Linked DNA regions of Mus musculus: region 2 is linked to region 1. The links are chromatin contacts, called in public Hi-C maps. All regions are on one chromosome and are shown on one strand. The core of a region is the stretch at or near the end of the contact, and the rest is flanking DNA. Distances in the headings are between cores, read along the strand shown.

Region 1 (5,602 bases), core at 2,902-5,401:
AGGTTGCTTGTATGTCTATGGCATGAACTGCTAATATGCAAAGTCCTTTGGGTATTTGCTTCCTTTCTTAGATGAGGAGGAGGGAAATGAAAAGGTATCTGTCAGGCTCCAAAATATCAAGTTCGCTTTCAGGTCATCAGACTTCATTTTCTTAATGTCATTTGAAGAGCCAAGAGCAAGCAGACCAAAGGAAGACTTCCCATTTGTTATTTTTTTCTAAGCACAGGCAGTCAATACCTCAATATGATGCACTCTTACTATGAAAAGAGGGGAAAATTTTAAACAGTTTTATGGTGATTCTGTTCAAATTAAAAAAAAAAATGCCTAGAATGTTTTTCCCTGGGTCCTGCCTTTGGAAATGAAAACCAGTGTCAAACATTGTATGGTGAGATTCAGCGGCTATGCCCTGTGCTGGATTGTTCCTGCTTGTTAGTTAGTGTATTGACTTCTCTGGACAATTTCATGACTGAGAGGGCATCCTAACCCTTTCAGTGTGTTATGAAATCTGAACCCAGACATCATGTTGGGCAATGTGAAATAGAAGTTAGGTTTTAAATACTTAGATGTTAGGTACAGAGTTCAGGGAGACGTCCCACACAGGACTTGACTCTACAACCATGCTGACCTCTCCATTCCCCTCCCCTCCCCTCCCCTCCCCTCCCCTCCCCTCCCCTCCCCTCCCCTCCTCTCCCCCTCCCCTCCTCTTTCTTTCTTTCTTTCTTTCTTTCTTTCTTTCTTTCTTTCTTTCTTTCTTTCTTTCCAAAAGTTCAATTTAATGTTTTTAAATATTCAAGGTATTGATATCAACAGAGTAAAAAGGTAAAAAATACATAAGATACATAAGTATTAACAGACCTAGCCCAATTAGTATCCAAACTACCACCTCCATTCATGACCCACACTTTAACTAAATAAAGAATTATTTTTTTTCAGATAAAGAAAGGATAAAAGTACCAGCTACTGGCATCATATTTAATAAGGAAACACTAGAATTATTTTATGAGTACACCAAAGCAACCATGTACATTTTTCTAATCATATTCAATATGATATTGGGGATTTTTATTTATTTTTTCATTTTTTACTAGATATTTTCTTTATTTACATTTCAAATGTTATCCCCTTTCCTAGTTTCCCCTCTGAAAAACCCCTATCCCCTGCCCTGTCCCCTGCTTACCAACCCACCCACCCCTGCTTCCTGGCCCTGGCATTCTCTGCCAGTGCCTGACAAATACAGAAGTGAATGTTCACAGCCATCCATTGGATGGAGCACAGGGTCTCCAATGAAGGAGCTAGAGAAAGTGCCCAAGGAGCTGAAGGGGTTTGCAGCCCCATAGGAGGAACAACAATATGAAATAACCAGTACCACCAGAGCTCCCTGGGATTAAACCACCAATCAAAGAAAACACATGGAGGGACTCGTGGCTCTAGCTGCATATGTAGCAGAGGATGGTTTAGTTGGTCATCAATGAGAGGAGAGGCCCTTGGTCCCACTTTCCTTCATTTGTGTGATAATGGTTCTATGACTTAAAGAGTAAATCCCTTGAAGATCAAAATGCTAAACACATTTTATTATAACAAGCAGCCAGGAAACCCCGTGCAGAAAGAGACCTAGCTCTGGTGGATTGTAACTTATTTCAATTCCATTCTGACATTTCTAATCTCAAATAAAGGAAAGAAAGGGACAAGAGCAAACCGCACCCACTGGTTTTAATTCTATTCTCTAAGTACTTCTGTTCCGCACATTACACGTGAAAAGGGAACATTTTTCCACTCCTTGCCAATCCTTCTTAAGAGGCCATTCCAATCACACTGTAGGTCTTGAGAATACAGGCAAATGGGTTAACTTTCCTCCTTCTCAGAAGAGCTCTGCATAGGGTTGAGATTTTCAGGACTGGGCAGTGAGTAGAAGCTTCATTTCAGGGGGCAGGGGAGGGGTATACCTCCCATCCTAGTTGCCAGGGACTTCATCAGGAATTGAAGTGCCCTCATCTACACTAATTAAGGTACTTTGCAACCCCCTCCTCTTTGTCCTCTCTTTCCTCCCATAAAGGCATTGAGAAGTTTGAAAGAAAGGAACACACAAACATTGTATTTGTGAATATCTTTTTGCAAACAGCACATGCTGGTCCAAGGAGAGATATTCCGTGGTTTATGTTAATTTTTCAAACATCTAAAGTCTCCTCATCTAAATAAAAATTTAGCCCATGGAGTATACACTCAAACCTCACAATTGACGATTAGGAAGGAAAGAAAGAAGGAAGGAAGGAAGGAAGGAAGGAAGGAAGGAAGGAAGGAAGGGGAGAGGAGAGGAGAGGAGAGGAGAGGAGAGGAGAAGAGAAGAGAAGAGAAGAGAAGAGAAGAGAAGAGAAGAGAAGAGAAGAGAAGAGAAGAGGAAAGAAATAAAAATATGATGGTAGAGAGCCCTTGTCTTTGGGGAGCAGCCATGCAAAAAGCTACCTCATTTTAGAATTCCAGGGCACCTCTCTACCATGTTATGTTGTATGTGAATGGCGCCCCCTAGTGTGAAGCAGAGCTGAGCCCTCTATATGCCCTAGGTATTCATTCATTCAGAACACCACTGAGCTGAACATGTCCCAACCAGGATTCTTATGTGCTCGGGAGATGGCAATGTGTAGAGAAGACAAGAGTTGTGGGTCACATAGAGCTTACTCTCTCCTTGGGACTATTTTTCAGAACCATATTACCAGCTGAACAAAATACATCCATATGCAGATTTTAGCCCATGCTCTCTACAAAGAATGACCTCTGTTTAGGCTTTACAGTCCTGTCAATACAGAGTTGGAGACCGGGGGCAAGATATAGAAGCTCAAGGGACTGACCACCTGTTTGCATCTACTGTTCAGCTCGAGCTTGACAGGAGCTCTGTGAACATAGAAAACTCAACAAATTGACTTTCAATTTCAATTTATGTTTCCACTCCAGTGTCTATAATTGTCACTACTACTCTCAGAAAAATGTCACTCCTAGAAGTGATCTGTTAGGTAAGAGAGGGAGGAAACGTAGAAGGAGGTAGGGGTGGAAACTCACTGCCAGGTTCTATCTGTTTAAATAACTGTCCTGGGAACTAAAAGGCAAGAGAGTCCACTGAGGCCCAAGGGGCACCTGGTGTTAATTCTTGGTTTGTTTCTATTCCTAACCACTTACAGCCCCTAGCCACTTACAACCCCTACCATCTATATAGCCCCTTACTACCTATATAGCCCCTAACTACCTATAGCCTTTTTACTTTCTTTTAATCTTCTCCTCCAAGCAAACTAAATGGCTCCCTAAAGCTTCTGGACTATTAAAGGCTGAATTTAAGAGATTCTCATAAATAATCAATTTCTCAGTCTCCTGGGATCTAAATGCCAATGAATGGAAATAGTATTTTATCAGTGTTGTAGGGAAATGACACTGAAAGAGTTGGTCACTCAGCAGCTCCTTCCATGGCTGGAAGGTTAGTTGTTATTGTTGTTGTTGTTGTAATATCGAAGCTTTAGTAAAACCAAAAATAATACTTGAATTCAGTTTGGGAATAATCTTTAAAGATATACCATGGTGGTCTCAAATAGTTTATAAAATTTCCAACTCAAAATTCACTTTCTATTCCCTCTGATAAGATCATTACTGAAAATATATTCATAACACCCAGGAATGAGATCGGGTGAGAAAAAAACCAATCCTGTGTAAAGGTGTAACGCCCACACGGGAGCATTAATAGCTTTATTTTTTCTTTTTAATGGAGCAGAGAGCACCCATGTTCACGCTTTCGCTTTTCTACCTGCCTGCCAGGAAGCTTTCTTGCCAAAATTCCTAAGTTAATAAAAATGATAATCAGAGGAAAGTGTTAACATATTAGTCTACAAATTACTTTTCTTTAAGTTTGGAAGCATTTCTTGAGACTTGTCAAAGGTAACATCGTTTTTTCTTTCTCTCCCTTTAAAGCACAAAGCAAAATCCTTCTGTCTCCCCCACCTCTCCTTTTAAAAAAGTTGTAGAGTTTTGCCTTTCTGCTCACTGCACTCCTGGCCAAAGTAAGCCCTCTTTCTCAATGACGTCAAGATCTTTAGCAAGATTAGGCTTTCATTTCTCTATTGCAGCAATTAGCCAGGGAATGTATAAAAGGCTTCAGGGAGACTCACTAGCTGCAGAGAGAGGCACTCTGCAGCCAGCGGAGGCAGAAGATAGCAAAGAGGGAAACGCCAGAGGGAGGGGGCAGAGGACAGCCGCTCCTGGAGAACCTGGAGAAAGGACAGGCAGAGGGAGACAGGCTGGGAGGAGGAGAACAGAAAGTATGTTTACAACGGAGTAAAGACAGAGCGAAAGAAAGAAAGAAAAAAAGAAAGAAAGAAAGAAAAAAACCCCAAACAAACCAAACAACCCCTACCCTTACAGCACAGTTAAGAAATTGGCAGTGCAAGAAGCCAGACAGCGTTTAAAGGAACATGAAAAGCTAAAAGAAAATTTTTACCATCTCTGCAGTCTCATAGGTGCCTGGAAATGAAAGTAGAACTTCCTGTCTTTAACGGACTCTGACAGGGGTAAACTGGATTAGGGACTGGCACGCCAGGGTTTTTGTTGTTGTTGTTGCTGGTGGTGGTGCCTTTTTTTTTTTTTTAAACCATCTTAAATCCTGGAAAAAAATGCATCTCGGAATTGAATGAATTGATGGGTACACTCCAACTGCTGGGCTGCAGAGCCTGAACCTGGTCTTTCCATTTCTGCTTCTTTCAAAGAAGAGACAAGTTGGGATTTCTTCTAATTTAGCTTTTCTCCCTCTCCCTCACCCCCCTCCCAACCTTCCCCTTGGTCCCCCACTTCTCTACCACCACCTTCCTTTGCAAAAAGAAGGTGACTGGGGAAGCAGAGTGCCCAGGAGACTGACCGAGGAGGCAGAGAAGATGGGACTCCTCAGCGTAGACTTGCTGATCACCCTGCAGATCCTGCCAGTCTTTTTCTCCAACTGCCTCTTCCTGGCGCTCTATGACTCGGTCATTCTGCTCAAGCACGTGGCGTTGCTTCTGAGCCGCTCCAAGTCCACTCGCGGAGAGTGGAGGCGCATGCTGACCTCAGAAGGGCTGCGCTGTGTCTGGAACAGCTTCCTCCTAGATGCCTACAAACAGGTGAGCTGCAGCCACTGAGCTTCTCCTGGGTCGCAAGGGCTAGGGGTGTGGAAGGTGTGGGGCTGCTGGCTCTGGGGAGTCCTACTTGGGGTGTCCTCTCCAGTGACTATGTTCCACGGAGTCTCAGTGCCACTTGGGACACCTGTTGCACAGGTTAGATTTGGGAGTGACAGACACGGAGCCACGGGGACTCTTGGTGACTTCAGTAGGAGTCTTTAATGAGGGCTGCTGTTACTTTGCACTGAATTGGCAGTTGAAGGGGTTTGTGCTGGTATAAAATAACTGTAGGTAAAATCAGAGTTCTGGGAGGGGGGCTTGGAACTTGCTGTATTTGTTCTGCCCTTGATATGAGCTGGTTTCTGCTGCTTTGCTTTACATGTGTGATATGTAGGAGAAGGTTTGAATAGTGTTTTCTTTCTGCTGAAATGGTCAGAGTTGGATGAGGATGATGGTGGTGGTGGTGATGATGATAATGA
Region 2 (4,910 bases), core at 73-2,572, 440 kb before region 1:
CTTTGCTGGGCCTTGTTCCCATGAACCAGTGCTGGTCTTTCTCTTCTCTGTTCCCTCTGCTGTGCTTCCTTCTCCCGGCCTGCATGTACACTCAGTTAAATTCTACAAGGCAGTCTGCTCTGTAGCTTCCCTAGAGTGTGACTACCTTTCTGTAGGAGTGCCAGCCACTCTTAGTGCCTCCTGCTTCCCTTTGAGACTGTACTGGGACTAAAGGTCACTCACTTAGTGCATTAAAACCTTGGACCCTCCACCTTCTTGCCCATGCACTGCTGCCAACTTGCTAAGGCTTTGACTTCTGGGACAGCCAGTCAGTTTGTCTCCTAGAAGGGAGCAAAGAATATGATGCTAGAGAGTTTTTGCCTGCACTTGGTTTTCCTCTCACCAATCTAAAGTGACGTGCTTCTCCCTTTTGGGCAGAGCACGGGGAAGGGGAAATTAATTCCCAGAAGCCATCCCGCTCCGTTTCTTCCCTCTCCGGGCACTTCCTATCTTATCCTACCAAGATATTCCTTACGCTGTAACCACACTAAGCTCTGCTAAGTAAGCACACTGGCTTCACTAAAAGCAGATATGGAGAAAATCAGTAGGTTTTTCTGTAGTGGACAACCGGCCTCTCCTGTTTCATGAGTCCATCCTGTGTATCAGAAGAGAAGTCTTTCCCTTTTAATCAATTTTGTTACCACATATTTTATTACCAAGCCAAAACAGAATCCTCAGTTAGCACTTATGCCTCAGTTCAGACACACATGTGAGGTGAGTAGAATGAATAGCACACACTCAGAGGAAAAAGAATCCAGCCCACTAAGATAAAAGCTATATAGACTTGATGTATATGGTAGGAACAAAACCCAGTTCAATCAACAAAGGGAAGCTGAGTCAATATCTGACGTCAGAGGAGCCCTGTGGCAGATGTAGTAGATCATTTCTCCTGTTTATCAGTTTTTCTACCATTCCCTTGATTTTATTCGAGATGTAGTCTTTTCCAGAATACTGCCTGCTGTGTGGCCTATGTCAACTGCAGAAACCAGATCTCTGTTTCTGGAGAGAAGAGACTTAAGCCCAGCTAATCATCTTCTCATTCCCAGAGGAAGACTGACTTACAGAATGAGCAACTAAGGAGGAATGGGGGTGACGTGCCCTGGCCACGCGTTTAAACGTTAAAGTCCTGGGTGTTGTTTGGTGCCTGCTGAGTAACACACAGCTTCTCCCACTCACCCCTTTACAGCCCTGAACACTGATTATAAAGCCTAAGATCTGTAAGAGCTGAGGAATATAGTTGAGGATTTGAGTTCCACTTTCGTTCTTCTCTGGTGAGGATTTGAGTTCCACTTCCGTTCTTCTCTGGTGAGGCTTTGAGATCCACTTCCGTTCTTCTCTGGTGAGGCTCTTCACCTGGTTCTTCTCAGAAGCAGTTCCTTTTTCTCAGAGTAGAGATTTTCAGCTGTTTTCTTAAAAAGATGGTAACAATCTTGACTGGGTGAGACTGGGAAAATATAACTAATGTAATACTCTACTTGGACCTACCTCCTTTCCTTGAAGTCTATAATCAGAACTTGCAAATAGAGGGAACACTCTTGGTAAAGAAGGCAGGAACCTGGGAGGTCATGGGCAAAACTGTTTGGTTTGGTTCTTTCCCTTTGTATCTGTGTCTGTGTCTGTGTCTGTGTCTGTGTCTGTGTCTGTGTCTGTGTCTGTGTCTGTGTCTGTGTGTCTCTGTCTCTGTCTCTGTCTCTGTCTGTTGTCTCTCTCTCTCTCTCTCTGTGTGTGTGTGTGTGTGTGTGTGTGTGTGTGTGTGTGTGTGTGTATGTATGTGATTGTATATTATCAGTGATTTAAAATGTTCCCTCAAGGTTCAAAGCAAAATTTTCTCATAAATAAAAGCCTATATCAAATACTGGTATATATTCTATGGTTACAATGTCAATAGTTGTTGATATAATTTAAAGAAGTAGGACTCATAGAGTGATGTAGGGAATTCAGAAAGCAGTTTTCTCTTCTCTGACTGCTCTAAATAGTGACTTAAATGTGGGTCAGTGACATCATCTTAAACATTTTGCCAACGAGGGACTGCTTTTTTTTTTTTTTTTGAGCTATGTACTATAGCATAAGTTATTGTCTTTGGATATGTGTGCTAAACATTTCTAGAATGGACAGAGAAACCATCTCGAAGGCTGTTGTACTCGGCCAAGCGTGTGCTTGGGCAGCATCACTGTTCTTATCTGAGAACATACACTGTTCACACTTGATCTTATTTCAGAATTATACCTGATAATGACTGTGTTGCTCTGATAATGATGAGTTTTTGTCTTCATTCTTTGGGAATGCTTTGCCTCAAATCCTGTCTTTAATTAATGGTGAACTAATTATCGTTCAGTGTCTCCCATTGGTAGCTTTTCCTCTACTCAGGGTGATGTTTCTGAATCATGTCTGTTTCTTTTACTCCTCGTGTTTCTAGTATAGGCATCCCCTCTCTAAGGGGTGCAAACAGCCCTCCATCCTTTTAACAATCCCTGTGCTTTCTTCCCAGTGTTTTCCACCCCATTCATAGACTCTAGGTGATGTGATTAACCTAATATACTAAACAACAAGCTATCCTCATTTATGGTTGATGTACAAAATTATCTAAGCAAAATCATTTTTAATGAAAAACAAAAAACTAAAGTGAAAACTGTACTCATTATGAAAAACAAAGCACTTGTGGGGAAATATCTCAGGGAATCCTTGCATATTTCTATTTAACTAAACATCTTTGAAGCGTTAACATTCACTATACATTAAAATGATTTTTATTTAATTGCCACAATTTTCCTTTAAATTATTGATGAGCTTTTTTGATGTGTATCTATCTTGACAAGGTAAAAACAAATCACTAATTTGGTTAAGTATAGTGATGTAGCCTATGGAAAACATTGTTTTTAAGTATATAATTATATTCTAAATTTAAAATAACTGCCTGAACTCTAGATTTAAATACATTGTAGAGTTTAGAATTGGATCTGTTATTTTTAATTCTTGCCTTTTATAACTTTCTGTTGGGCTTTCACGTGATTGTTCATTTGTCACCCCTCTTTTAGAGAAACGTGCACTCTATTTGATGCCTTGTAAGACTCTGAAACCAGTTGATTCCTATTTTTGCCCAAAAGCAAAGAGTGATTCAAATTTATTTTTAATGAGTAAAATGGTTTTTAAATAGGAAAAAATGGAAATTTAAAAGAGCATTTTATGCCCTGTTAAGGAATAAAGTATTTTTTTTTGGTAGACATTAAATGTGCATACTTTGTTTTCTGAACTACCAAATAATTGTACAGATTTGAATGTTCCTTGGAATTTATGCTAAACTTGCACAGCTACTGTGGTGGTGTGAAGAGTTGGGGCCTTTAAGAGATCCTTTAATGGCATCCTGATGGGATTTCATCAGTCTGAGCCCCCCGCCCCCCACTGTTTCCTCTTGTCCTGAGATGCCTCTGACAATGTTCTAATTTGCTGTTGCCTGAGATTTTCATTCATATATACTCATGTTCCCCTCTTGAATAATTCATACACATAATGTCTGACTATGTACTGAAGACATCCTTTTGCTTTTAATTTTACCCGTGCAAGAAATTCAGTGTTCATAGAGTATGGCCTGGCTCTTCCATCTTACGGTATTGCAGTTTGTGTGTGAGCTGTGCCCGCAGACACTTTTGTTCACAGTGCATGTTCTCTGTTGCCATCATCTTGTATCACAGCCATTGCTCTGAATACTTTGAGTAATAGTTTTTTGTGATTGTCATATTTCCTCTGAGGTTTATTCGTGGTGGGATGGCTGGTGGGTGTTGATCTGCAAATAGTGTTTAGAAGCTCCATGGGTCTTCAACCTTCTGGATCTTTCTTTCCTCAACTCAAGTCTGGTGCGTTGCTCAACTCTTCTCTCAAAGGTGTTGCATAAGGCCTGTCTCTGGAGCATGGCGATCCTTCTTTCTCTTTAGATTCTTATCCTGCCTTCCCTGACAGCCAGTTAGAGCCTCTCTGTTTTAATACATTTTCAAAAGTTAAAATCCACACTCAATTTCCTGTCCATTAACTCTTCTTTTTTTCCTTTAAATATTGACTTTTTTATTAGATATTTTCTTTACTTTTCAAGTATTATCCCCTTTCTTGGTTTCCTCTCTGAAAACCCCCTATCTCCCTGCTCAATAACCCATCCACTTCTGTTCCTGGTCCTGGAATTCCCCTATTCTGGGACATCGAGCCTTCACAGGACCAAGGTCCTCTCCTCCCATTGATGACTGACAAGGCCATCCTCTGCTACATAAGCAGCTGGAGCCATGGATCCCTCCATGTGTACTATTTGGTTGGTGGTTTAGTCCCTGGGAGCTCTAGGGGTAGTGGTTAGTTCATATTGTTGTTCCTCCTAAGGAGCTGCAAACCCCTTCAGCTCCTTGGGTACTTTCTCTAACTCCTTCATTGGGACCCTGTGCTCTGTCCAATGGATGGCTGTGAGGATCCACTTCTGTATTTGGGAGGCACTGGCAGAACCTCTAAGGAGACAGCTATATCAGGCTCCTGTCAGCAAGCACTTGTTAGCATCTACAGTAGTGTCTAGGTTTGGTCACTGTATCTGGGATGGATCCCCAGGTGGTGCAGTCTCTGGATGGCTTTTCCTTCAGTTTCTGTTCCACACTTTGTCTCTGGGTATATTATCTCCTTCCATGGGTATTTTGTTCCCCCTTCTAAGAAGGACCAAAGTATCCACAGTTTGGTCTGACTTATTCTTGAACTTCATGTGGACTCTGAATTATATATTGTGTATTCCAAGCTTCTGGGCTAATATGCACTTATCAGTGAGTACATGCCATGTATTTTCTTTTATGATTGGGTTACCTCACTCAGGATGATATTTTCTAGTTCCATCCATTTGCCTAAGAATT

Evidence for each region. Hi-C and Micro-C count contacts between places; a contact is called where the count stands out from the background.
Region 2: a contact with region 1 is called in a Hi-C map of the 63-12 cell line, with 2.5 times the contacts expected there. The contact joins the enhancer-like site here to the promoter of Dio2 in region 1. A contact is called at or near these places in 15 of 39 promoter capture datasets (the 3T3-L1 cell line, 3T3-L1-derived adipocytes, the C10 cell line and 10 more), 1 of 15 datasets of contacts at CTCF or cohesin (pro-B cells), 4 of 484 Hi-C or Micro-C datasets (the 63-12 cell line, myocytes, uterus and 1 more), 1 of 115 datasets of contacts at active chromatin or transcription factors (acute myeloid leukemia) and 1 of 9 other capture datasets (macrophages).

What each region holds. Positions count from the first base shown.
Region 1 is chr12:90,737,587-90,743,188 of GRCm38.p6, reverse strand. Dio2 (deiodinase, iodothyronine, type II) reads left to right here and starts at 4,151. Exons shown (of 2, transcript NM_010050.4): 1 at 4,151-5,126. The coding sequence starts at 4,905. It overlaps Gm26512 (a long non-coding RNA gene), which reads right to left and starts at 4,982. Exons shown (of 5, transcript XR_872906.2): 1 at 4,889-4,982.
Region 2 is chr12:91,180,098-91,185,007 of GRCm38.p6, reverse strand. All of the region lies in intron 20 of Cep128 (centrosomal protein 128), which reads left to right. Among named protein-coding and RNA genes, the nearest start is that of 5430427M07Rik, 140 kb to the right of the region's middle. Within about 2 kb of position 1,322, at least 89 of the 459 cell types and tissues checked have an H3K27ac peak or open chromatin away from gene starts, as enhancers often do. A contact at or near this core is called in the 63-12 cell line, acute myeloid leukemia, hematopoietic stem and progenitor cells and 3 more, where this site is marked.